Linked DNA regions of Drosophila melanogaster: region 1 is linked to region 2. Evidence: chromatin contacts called from public Hi-C data. All regions are on one chromosome and are shown on one strand. The core of a region is the stretch at or near the end of the contact, and the rest is flanking DNA. Distances in the headings are between cores, read along the strand shown.

What was found. Hi-C and Micro-C count contacts between places; a contact is called where the count stands out from the background.
Region 1: a contact with region 2 is called in a Hi-C map of the Kc167 cell line, with 2.3 times the contacts expected there. The contact joins the promoter of lncRNA:CR46119 here to the promoter of CAH5 in region 2. A contact is called at or near these places in 3 of 107 Hi-C or Micro-C datasets (the Clone 8 cell line, the Kc167 cell line and embryo).

Annotation. Positions count from the first base shown.
Region 1 is chr3R:31,567,545-31,572,872 of dm6, reverse strand. It overlaps lncRNA:CR46119 (long non-coding RNA:CR46119), which reads left to right and starts at 1,592. Exons shown (of 1, transcript NR_133499.1): 1 at 1,592-1,890. gammaCOP (Coat Protein (coatomer) gamma) reads right to left here and starts at 730. Exons shown (of 5, transcript NM_170553.2): 1 at 1-730. The coding sequence starts at 427. lncRNA:CR46120 (long non-coding RNA:CR46120) reads right to left here and starts at 4,770. Exons shown (of 1, transcript NR_133498.1): 1 at 3,776-4,770.
Region 2 is chr3R:31,261,276-31,266,875 of dm6, reverse strand. CAH5 (Carbonic anhydrase 5) reads right to left here and starts at 4,278. Exons shown (of 5, transcript NM_001104518.3): 1 at 4,128-4,278; 2 at 3,920-4,071; 3 at 3,773-3,863; 4 at 3,303-3,716; 5 at 2,998-3,249. The coding sequence starts at 4,188. The coding sequence ends at 3,059. It overlaps CAH16 (Carbonic anhydrase 16), which reads right to left. Exons shown (of 5, transcript NM_144019.2): 5 at 5,209-5,574. The coding sequence ends at 5,230. ppk24 (pickpocket 24) reads right to left here and starts at 1,146. Exons shown (of 9, transcript NM_143603.2): 1 at 890-1,146; 2 at 468-671; 3 at 87-404; 4 at 1-9. The coding sequence starts at 1,146.

The DNA of each region.
Region 1 (5,328 bases), core at 343-2,842, 310 kb before region 2:
GCAACATGGTGTTATCCGTGATGCTGCACAAGGCCCGGATTGCGGCGGCCCTGTACAGGTCTTCCTTGCCGGTCATATCCTTCGTTAGCGAGCTAGTCACGATGATGACGTCCTCGGCAATGGAGCTCAGCTCCTTGATGCCCAGGTATACCATACGACGCAGCACCACGTCCTTAGATTGGAAGAGCTTCGTCATCGCAAAAAAGCAGTCGGTGGCCTCGCGGGCCACAAGCTGCTCACCCTGATTAATCAGGTACAGGATTTTGGTCAGGATGTGGATGCACTTCCTTGGGTTCACCGGCGTCTCATTGAAGGTGCGCGTCTCCTGAAGCACCGAGGTTTTTTCCAGGTTCTGGTACGCATTGCTCGGTCCTGCTGACGGATGGCCGCGATGTTTTTTGTGCGAGGTAAGGGAAAAATAGTTCATGTTCTCAGTCAATTTAGGGAAACCTCGATTTTTCTCGACTTTGTCGGGTTAGTGGGTGTGTGAGTGTGTGTCTGTGCCAGCGGAGCACCTTCAAGCAACTGGGTTGTCTTCGATTGGCTTCGCTGGTCGGCGGACAACTTGGCTCCAGGTGCTAGCTTGCTACTTACCGTCCTCCTCATCATCTTTCTCGCGGCGGAACGAACCCATTGTCTTGCAACTTTCGGTTAAATTGTGGGTAAAACAATTGAAATGGTTTTCTGGCTGCGCTTACACGTCACTCAGCGGTGCCCAGTTGGTTCATCTGTTATCGATGTGAAAACTCCAGTTAAGTATCGATAGCTCCGATGTTGTTCTTATCTTTAAAAGACAACCTTTTTTCTGCGTTTTGTAGGCAGTATATATTCGCCGATTCTGCACATTATAACTTTCAGTTTTCAATTAACTCGACACCGAGATCTGGTAGTTTTTTTTGTTCTTAAAATTTCTTGTTTCTTCACTGGATTGAAAAGGAACTAGTTGAGATTCACTTACTGGTTCGATTGTATTTATCGATAGATTATCGATTATGAATGGGCGGAAAAATAGCTAAGCTTTGAATTTGCTCCACGTTAACTTTATAACGAAATTGCTAAGAAATTGTATGAATATAATAATGTTTTAAATTTTATTTACATTTTCATAATTTTTTACCATTAGTTTGATTCGTTTTTTAAATGGGCATTGGCCGGAATTGTGACGAAGATTGCGAAGGCTGATCAATGCGATGAATTTTTAGTTAGATAATAACTTCGTTTATATTTATAATATACGCTATTAGTACATTTATGATTTGCTGGAGGGGAAGTTCTGATCGATAGATCTCGTGACCGTTAAGTACCGATTACTTTTCCTAATTTAATCGAGTGTTGATCCTGTTAACAAAATGGACGCCAGCTTTTTTGTCAGCTCTAGTTTGTTTTGACCAATTAAATACGACTTCGTATTGTGTTTACTTAATTTATGCGTGCATAAGCACCACCAATTAGCGAAAACAAGGAACCCATTATATTGAATTGTCAATTTCCGGCGCACTGCAAGTGCCGTTAATTGCATTTTGCATGCCGCGGGGAAATTCCGGCGCACGAAGAAACAGCTTCATTGCGTGTCCACGAGGCGAGGACCTCCGCCAAAACGCTAAAAAGCCAAAAAAGAAAGAAACCGAAAAGATCGAGACACCTACAGCATGAATTTATGGCCAGGCGATAAGCGCCGGCCAGGAGGAAAATCCGCCTGGTGCCCAAAATTGGACAAGGAACGTGTGCGTCAGACGGGCGGAGAATTTAGTAGCTGTCAAGGCATCAGCTGTGGCCCCTGGAAACACCTACAAAGCCACGAATCCCAAGTTGAAGCCAAGTCGGAGCGAACCTAAGGCCAAAGTCGGAGCAAGAGTTGAGACGTCGGCGCACGCAAGGAGTGAGCCACAGGTGAGTTTCAGGCTGGATGCCAGCCAACAGTAGAACTCCAATTTGTGCAACGCTCCCCCACAACAGCGTCATTCATTCTGGGGTACCTCTTGTACCAAGACTGGGTTTGTTCTGATTTCCAAACAGACGTGTTTCAAAGTTTTCCTAATTGATTACCTATATATGAATGTACATCAGGAATGATTTCGACGAGCAGTAGCAAGTGGTGTATACTTTCGGAATCTTCTTGTCCCCCATCGAACTTCGACTGTAATCCGCAGTTAGCTTTGCGTGCAAATGGCAAGGAATGCGGGCGGGGATGGGATACTCAGGGTTTGGTGTTTCGCTAGGATGGAAGTAGAGATCCCGATCCGCTGGTGGCCTGTGACTCCACAAGGCTGATGCTGTCAGTTGCTCTCGGCCGGCCATTGGCAGCTTTATGGCCGACTGGTGTGTGTGTGGGCCAACCTGCATACCTATCATAAGTACGAATATGAATCTCTAAGCACTTGCATTCGTTAGTGTGCCTGGTGCGAAAGATGCAAAACGGTTGCAAGTTCGGATTCCAGGTCGGAACCTCCCCCATCCCGACCGAGAACTTCACCGGTGTGCTAACAAGATGGCAACACATGAAATTAGACTGCGCCGATGCACGTCCAGCGATAGAAGAAGAACGAACTGATCGTGCCCAGAAAACGGGCAACGGCAGGAACAACAGACTAATTAACATATTCAAATATTTGTCGCATTGTTTCGCCAGTTTCCCAGCTCCATCTGGCAGTTCCCCTCCTCCCGCAGCCGGGTTTATTGAAAAGCCATTTTACGGTTTCATGCTTGAGAGTCATTGCCAAGTGGCCACGCCCCATCATCTCGAACCCAGCACCCTGGTCTGGTGCATCTTCCTTGACTGGCTGTGCACTGCAGACCCCTTGGCGCTATTTTTATCGCATTTTAAAAGGCTATTTGTAGTGGTTCCACCAGGAAGTGGCATAAATTCGCAGCGCATAATGGTTGTGAATAAATTATTTTGCCGCAGCTTCCTCTCGCCCATTGATTGGCTGATAAGAGCCAACCTCCGACTGCGGACTAATCCATTCCAATGGCTAGCAGAAGAGTCCAAGGAGGAAACCCAAAACATATGCTGCGTACAATGCCCTGGTTACGTAATCACTTACTGCGATTCTTGTCCTGCAACGTGAGAGAGGGCAGCCGGCGGCCTTCCTTGTGCACTCCAGCAATTTTCACGCACGCCCCCAACAAGCAAGCCATCCTCTATTCCCCAGCCTCCGTGTTCCCTCTTCAAGATGCGGCTAGGCCAAAGCCAAGCCCATAAAAAAAAGGAAAAAGGGGAAAAGAACACAGCATGCGGAAAGCAAAAGTCCCACAGTCCGTTAGGCGGAAGCGAAGGCCAACAGAAGATTTGGCTTTAATTAAATTTATAGGGGTTACGCTTAAATGTCTAGACCTTGCGATTATTGCAGGAGCACTAAGGTCTAAGGGCCTTTCCCAATATTTGAATGCCTCGAAAGAGATTCGGATATATTTATGGCTTTCTTTAGCACTTCATTAGCTGTAATAGGCCGTAGATCGTTTATCGGTAGTATTAAGACATACAAGTGGCTAGTCTTTTTCGAATGGCTTTGGAATTTTAGGACGCTTTCTCTCCATACTTTTCAGAATTTTACTTTGCCTATTAACCCAGTCATAGGATTGAAGCTGACTGCTAACACCTATCGTTTAACGACTTTAACGTGAAAAAAATAAATATGAACATGGCCATGAGGTAAACTGCCATAAAGTAAATCATAAATATTTGCTCAACATTTTCCAAGACTAAAACAAACTATTATGGGTCGTTATGATCAGAGATATAAACATGTGCTAATCATCTTTATGTAAGGTAGTTGGGCTAGAATTTGGCGCAGGCAATCAAAGTTCTGCAACTGGAAAGAAGTGAAGTGAAGTGACCCCTGTGGTAACTGCAAATGCCCAAGATTCCAGAGATATATTGCAATTATTAATTGTTTTTCCGCCGGTCTTCAACGGTACTGAACCATTTCACTAATTTTAAATGGCTTTCCTCCTCCGCCGACTGCCGCAATCGGCTGTCTGCCTAGAGTTTGCATCGTTCCCGGTCAATGTCCTTACCCGTTTCGGTTTTCAGTTTTGTTTGAAAGCGGCTAGGTAAGCATGCGCATTGCGCACGACGCGTCAGCTCCTCTAGTTCCTCCAGTTCCTCCGAGTTGGGCCTTGCCAGCCAGCAAGCTAGCCATCCAGATGTTATCCCGGTAGTGACCCCAGAGCAGGGCCATAAATTCTCACAGTATTGCCTACTACACGCCTGCGCCTCCGCAAATGTTCCAATTTGTATTTTTGCACAAATTGTTGTGGCCGCCGTGGAATCTTCTCAGCTTCTCCTGGGCATCTCGGGGTTGGCTGCCTCGCTTGTTTGTTTTCGGCTGCATTTAATTTAATTTCGCCTGCCCAATTGGGCTGAACCGCAATTAGAGACAAATGTTTTCGGCTGCATTCCATTGGCTACTTAGCCCCATGTTCGTGGCAATTAGCATTAGCCTGTGGGATATATTCGGGGACATGGGCGTGTGTTTTCTGGGGCGGGGAAAGTTATCTCCCCGACCAGTTTCCCACACGTTTGCTTTTTGTTTGCTTAATTAGGTGAAAACTGGCTAACAGGGACAGCTGTTTGGCTGCCATGCCGGGCAATTGCTAATGAGCAGGACAAGCTGAAGGAGTTGTCGAAATGAAAAGTAACCAGCCACCGTCCTCGCTTTCAGGCTTTTGCCACTTTGGTATCGGAAAATGGAAAATAGTAAACGGGAAAACGTTTGCCACTCGTCGCTTCAAGTGCTAGATTCCAGCTTTGTCAGTCTGTCTCAATGGCCTGGCAGGAAGGTTGGGCAAATCGATAGGAAAGGAAAAATTATAGTACAGATACACCATATTTTAGCAATACAAAAAAAAAACTATTTTAACTGTATATTTAAAATTTACAAAAAGTTCCTATGATTTGAATATTTATGGTAGAAATTTTCATCTGATTTTAAATTTTTCCGGGAAGAGTATTCGAAAATACCAACTGCGAGATGGTCTGTCTTTGGCTTTGTTGTTCATCGGCGGGCTTTCCATTTCCTCCCCGACTTCTCCTTCATTTCCCCGACTCGTATTGGAGGCGAAATTTGGCGATGCCCATTGCCATGGCAAGTGCATAATTTTTCAATCAAAGCGAGCAGCTGTAAAGCAAACAAAAGCAGAGGCCAAGAGGCAGAAATCGTGAGCAGGCCAACATGGCTAGAAAAGCAACCCGAATGGGAAAAGGAAGTGCTGCAAACGAGATCTTCGGCTCATCCAATCCCATCCCAGACCCAATCCCAATGCAAGTCCCAAGCCAAGCTAAATGGCAATGGCATTTAAATGCAAATGACCACGAAGCGTGAGGGT
Region 2 (5,600 bases), core at 3,029-5,528:
TTTACATATCTGTTAAGCGAAGTGTTTGTGCAAATTATTACACGGTGGTCCTTCGAGTCGGATATCTTACTCCTGCTTACTCTTACCTTCCATCGTAGTTGAAGGTGCAGCAGAAGCCATGACTGGTCAGGGTCGTCTCAAACTTATCCATGCAGTCGAACAGACGACCGGCGATTCGGCAGCTCACAAACATATCACTACAGTTCGGGGTGAGGGCACTCATGCGATTCCTGGTATTAAAGAATAGCTCCTCTTTAGCCGTATCAAATCTGTCCAGGAAGCTCTGAAAGCGAAGGGCATTGTCTATGTCCATCAGATCTGATGGATCGTAGTACATGTACATAAAGGCCTTCAGTTGGTCGTAGAAATGGCTGGCATTGCGCTGCTTGGGATCTTTGCCACTTCTGCGAATAATATGTAGTCATTTAAAGTCATTGTTGGGGATATAGATTCTGGTTTAGACCCACAGATTGTGGGCATATTGCCAGGCCGCACGTTGGGAGATGCGGTTCAAGCTGCACACAGATATGGCCGGGAACTCCACCTTCCAAATGGGATACATCGGATGGTACATGGTGGTCACCAAGGCCTCCTGCTCCTTGGTGTAGGTGCCCCAGAGGAATGCAATTAAGACTGTCAAAGCGGTTATGTGGAAAACGAACCAAAAGAAACTGCGGGTGCACAGACAAAAGATATGATTTAAGTTATATGAAGATGAAATATTAAAAATATTTAAGACGATAGAAATGCTTTTGTTCATATTAAGAGGAATGTGCTTAATATCCGAATGAAATCAAAACTTTTCTGTCTGTGTGGCCAGCGGATTTGGGTAATGGCTAATGCTAATTGAAAAAGGCCATCGACCATCCGGTTGTGGCTGACCACCTACCGCTCCTGGATCCGCCGACCCGACTCCACTAATTTGCTGTAACAATGGAACGACAGGTTCTGCAGCAAATCCTTTAAAGCTGCGGCAAATGACAATTTTCGCGTATCCTCCGCGGAAGTTCCAGGTAAGTGGTTGGGTGCCAGAGTGCGGATGGGTGGGTATCGTGCTACCCTTCCGGGATTGGGTATCCACCAGGCAGCTCGACCCACCGCCAAGCGAAAGGGCTTCTGATCCAAGGACTCCATTTCAACTGGCATTGTGCTTGCGAGTACGGGCCGATTTTAATGAAAATTTCGCAGTCATGTCGTGCGTGTTGTTGTAATTAGGCGTGGTGCTCCAACTTATTGCCAACAAATTAACTGCGACATGGCACGTGGTGTTCGCTGGGGGCAGAACCAGGAGGGCCTGCTCTCGATTCGTCTTGGCAATTTCCCTTAATTGTCAACAATTTAAAACGAAATTAGTTAAATGTGCGTTAAATGTCAGCCAGCGGAAACATCATCATCATCAGCAACAGCAGTAGCAAGTTGCGTCCTTGTTTCTTGTTCCTCAAAAAAAAAAAAACATGTTCCCCTCCTCCTTCGGATTATGAGCTGCGTAGGCAAACGAAGGACAATTTCCGGTGGTGGGCATAGAAATACAGATTCCCCCGAAATTCTCAAGATTAAGTAGAGACAAATTGCTGGAAATATTTAATTAGAGGTTAGTCTAAGATGAAGCTGACCTCTAGTCCTCTGAAATACTTGATCTAAATCGATACTTTAAAGATAGATAAACTTGTGGCTTGCACAGAGAAATTCTGCCTATATTAGCTTAAATAGCGAAGAGGACCTGGCAATCCGTGAATACAGCCTCCATGGAAATGCGATTGTTGGAACATATTGACACGGACGGAAATGGCACATTTTCGCCTGGAAAAGGGGGGCTTTCGGTGGGGCGACAAAGGATTGTGCGACAAATTGCTCCCCAGGTGAGTGTGGGACCAAATTAATCTGCAAATAAGCAGTCGAGAGGGGGGAGGGGTGGTGAACGGAGGAGGCAGTCGGCCAAGATAAACGCACAAAGCGCAGAAAATCTGGGAACGTGGTTGGAGGGTTATTCTTCTCTCTTTTTGAGCCGGCAAACGGAAACGGAAATGAAAAATGTGAAAAATGCAATGCGCAGCGAGTCGCGAAAAACGACAGTCAAAAGCGAGAAAGAGGGTGCAGTGAAAATTGCAAATGCAAATTGTCTATGGTGCGTATGTGGGTATGCGTGTCTGGTGCACACTGCGTATGAGTAACATCGATGCTGACTTGTCCTTTATCTCGGCCTCACCATCCCCGCTCCCCCTCGCCACCGATTCCGGTGCCAATAGTTGCCATATCTCTTCCAGGAAAAATACGTATATATGGCGTAGTAAATCTGTCATATCCAGACAAAAGCTCAAGCCAAGCGAATTCTTCCTCTGCCACCCACTTCCTCACCGGATGTTTCGCTTCGAGCAGGCACTTCCTCCGAAAGGGACCTCTGCTAAATTGATTCTCAATATTTGCCTTAGATTTCCTGTCTGAATATTTGCGTACAATTATAAAAATCGTGTGTGTCTTACTGATTGAATAATTAAATAGGTACATTTTAAAAGTCAACGATACGATTCTCCATGCATATGGTGTCAGAACTAGGCCCCGAATTATCAATATTTTTGGTAAATGAAGATCACTTAAGAACTGGAATACTAGAATGTCATAAAAGCTAGTAACTTTACTCTCCAAACCTATCCGTATTTTAGCTGCGAGTCAAGCATTTTGGCCAAATCACAACTAAGCACATCAAAGTATAGCATACTTTTAGGTGGAAGACACTCTGTTATGAGCTGAATGCTAAGAAACCCTTTTGACGCCCTTCATTACTCACAAAACCTTTTTTCTTTATAGGAAATGAAAAGTTATGTGAATACTGACCTTCGATAACAAGCTTTTAGCAACAAATGAGTTATTGTCGAAATGAACTCGAGTTCCAAGCACCGGAACTCCCTTTAGTGAAATTGCTTAACTTGTTTTTAAGTAAGCCGATTCCTTAGTAAGATACAAATTTTCTAATCAAATGTCGTAATTCCAAAAATGAATGGGTGATGTATATAATATTTAATAAATCAAGAAAAAGGGGTACTTAATTACGTGAATATTTTTATTGAATGGTTCGGTAATAGACATCTCTGCTATTGGTGTCCTGAATGCTGCGATAATTATTGATGAGGGGCCTTTGTCGTGAGTCTCTGAGGTTCCACAGTTTTGTGATCTGGCGACGCGGATAGTCCAGAACGTCGGGAAACACAGTCCAGGTGACCGCTTCGGCACAATCTGGTGTGGTCAGAGATCCTAAGAAATCTTCAATGAGAACCAAGGATCTTTATGTGATTACCCTTACTTACCATTGTACGTAAAGAACTCTCCAGTCACAATATTACCCAGCAACTGGCCCACCGTCAGTCTGCCGGTTATCGTGGCATTGGAGTTATACTGCACGATTCTCGGCAGCTGGTTAAAGATCTTGTTGAGTCCGTAGTGCTGCGAGGTCTGCCGATCCACCGCCCTGAACATAACCCCCAGAACGGCCAGGCCATCGGGATGCATGGTTGCCTCGCCCATCGTCTCATATATGGTGTTCTTATGAACGATGTGCATTTCCACGTCATAGCGCTGGAAGTTGATGGCATGTTCCGATCCCTTGGCCTCCCGCGATCCCCAATGGAAGTGGACACTCTGGGCCTCGAAATTCCCGGGCAAGAGACTGCCATTAATAGAGGGCCGCTGGCCACCTCGAGTTTGCGGTATCACCATGTTGGCTATCCAAATCTCAAATTAGTTCACAAGCATGTTATGTTATTTGATAGCTTCCCACCTGTGTGCCCATTATTGGTAATCACCAAGGGGGTTTGCAATGGCTGATCATAGTTGTTGAAACGCAGACGGGGAATGGCCACAATTTTCGACTATTTAGATAAAAAGTTAGCAACACTTTAAAATAGATTACCCGTCGGAAACTTACATCTTCAAAAATCAAATCTATGGGTGACTGGTTCTCCCCGCTTTGGCACGTTCCCGTCCAGTCATCGCCCTGCTCATCGTAGTTGTACTCGCCTGCCGCCTGCTCATCCGCCCGATCCTGCCTGATGGCAGTTAGATAGGCCTCCGGTATCTCTGCACATTTATTCCAGCGATTATATTGCGATATAACTAAGGGCCTGTAAACTCACCTATATAGGCAAAAGTGCATCCGCAAATGGCTAGAAGCCAGCAAAAACCGATAGAAAACATTGTAGGGAAAAGAACTTTTCGGTTGATTACTTTCAGATCCGTTCGCCTTGGAGATTCCAATCAGACTGTGAGTTTCTCGGCCACAAACAGGACCATTTATACCAGCAAGTGCAGGGAAAACTGCCATAACTTCTATATGGGTGTGCATAAGGGGCTGATAAGCGCAATCGGCTTAGCCAGCCTATGGGCGCAATTTACATTCAAATTGCAAATGGCTTAACAGCTTTGCGGTTGCCAAACCAGCTTCATAATTGACTTTGACTGTGGCCAAGACACTGAGCCCGTAACTAATGAATCCTCTCCACTCTCTTACATTCCCTCTGCATGGCAGATTGATCGAAGAATCCCTGATTGCTCTGAATCAGATTTAAATAGTGCAAGGAGGCGGATCGCCATCACGTCGCTTGAATCATTGCGATGGGTGGTTTCCAAATCCAGTGAATCACTTCACTATTAATCAACGCCCACCGAATGAGCCAACGACTCACAGCTTGAGGTAGGCTCGAGTTCTTAGACTTTTGTATAAATTTATACTTTTTATAATATAAAGATAATACTAATATGTTTCCTATTATTAGTTGGAATCCCTAATCTATCAGGGCAATTGCTAAATTACCTGTCTGGATGGCAGGTAAACTCATTAGGCGCTTTTCTGATAGTTCAACCAAGGCATTGCCCTTACTGATCTTGGTTAACAAATACAACTTTCCACACTACTACTACTACTACTACTTCTAATACTTCAGATTAATGCACTCTACATACACCATTTGGCTAAACTATAGATTTTTGATTGTTCAACAAAGGTGTGCTTCTATCACAATTTTATAGCTCAAAGACTAACAGCTGTTGTAACAACTTGAGCAAAACTCAAATAGCATCTGGATCGACTTGCACTACGGAAACCTTCGTCTTCGGTCTTTGTTCCAGTTTTGGGACAAAGCTTACTTACTCGAGATTGTAGCACTTATGTATCTCAGTAACATGAAGTGGTGGTTAGTACAGGAGAGTGTTGTATTTAGTTCTTATAACTTATGACTTTTATGACATTCTCTTCTTATAGAACACAGTGCGATTGTTTAGATCTTGGACAATCCGATAATTGTTGATCAGCCTGTGGCCCCAGTGGTCTCGCAACAGCCAAAACTTTGAGACGGATGACATGGTGACAGTCGTAGTCTCGGTGAAAACAATCCAGGTGACAGTCTCGTCGCAGAGGGGCGTGGTCAGTGAGCCCTCGTAGGTGAAGAAGTCCCTGTGACTCACACCTCCGATCAACTGATCCAAGCTTGATTGGCCAAAAACAGTGGCGTTCGAGTCTTCGATCGGCACCCGTACGACTGCCTCCATGAGCCTGGACAAAGGTGTGGATTTCGCATTGTCCTTCTAAAAGTAAATTCAAGGAACATGAA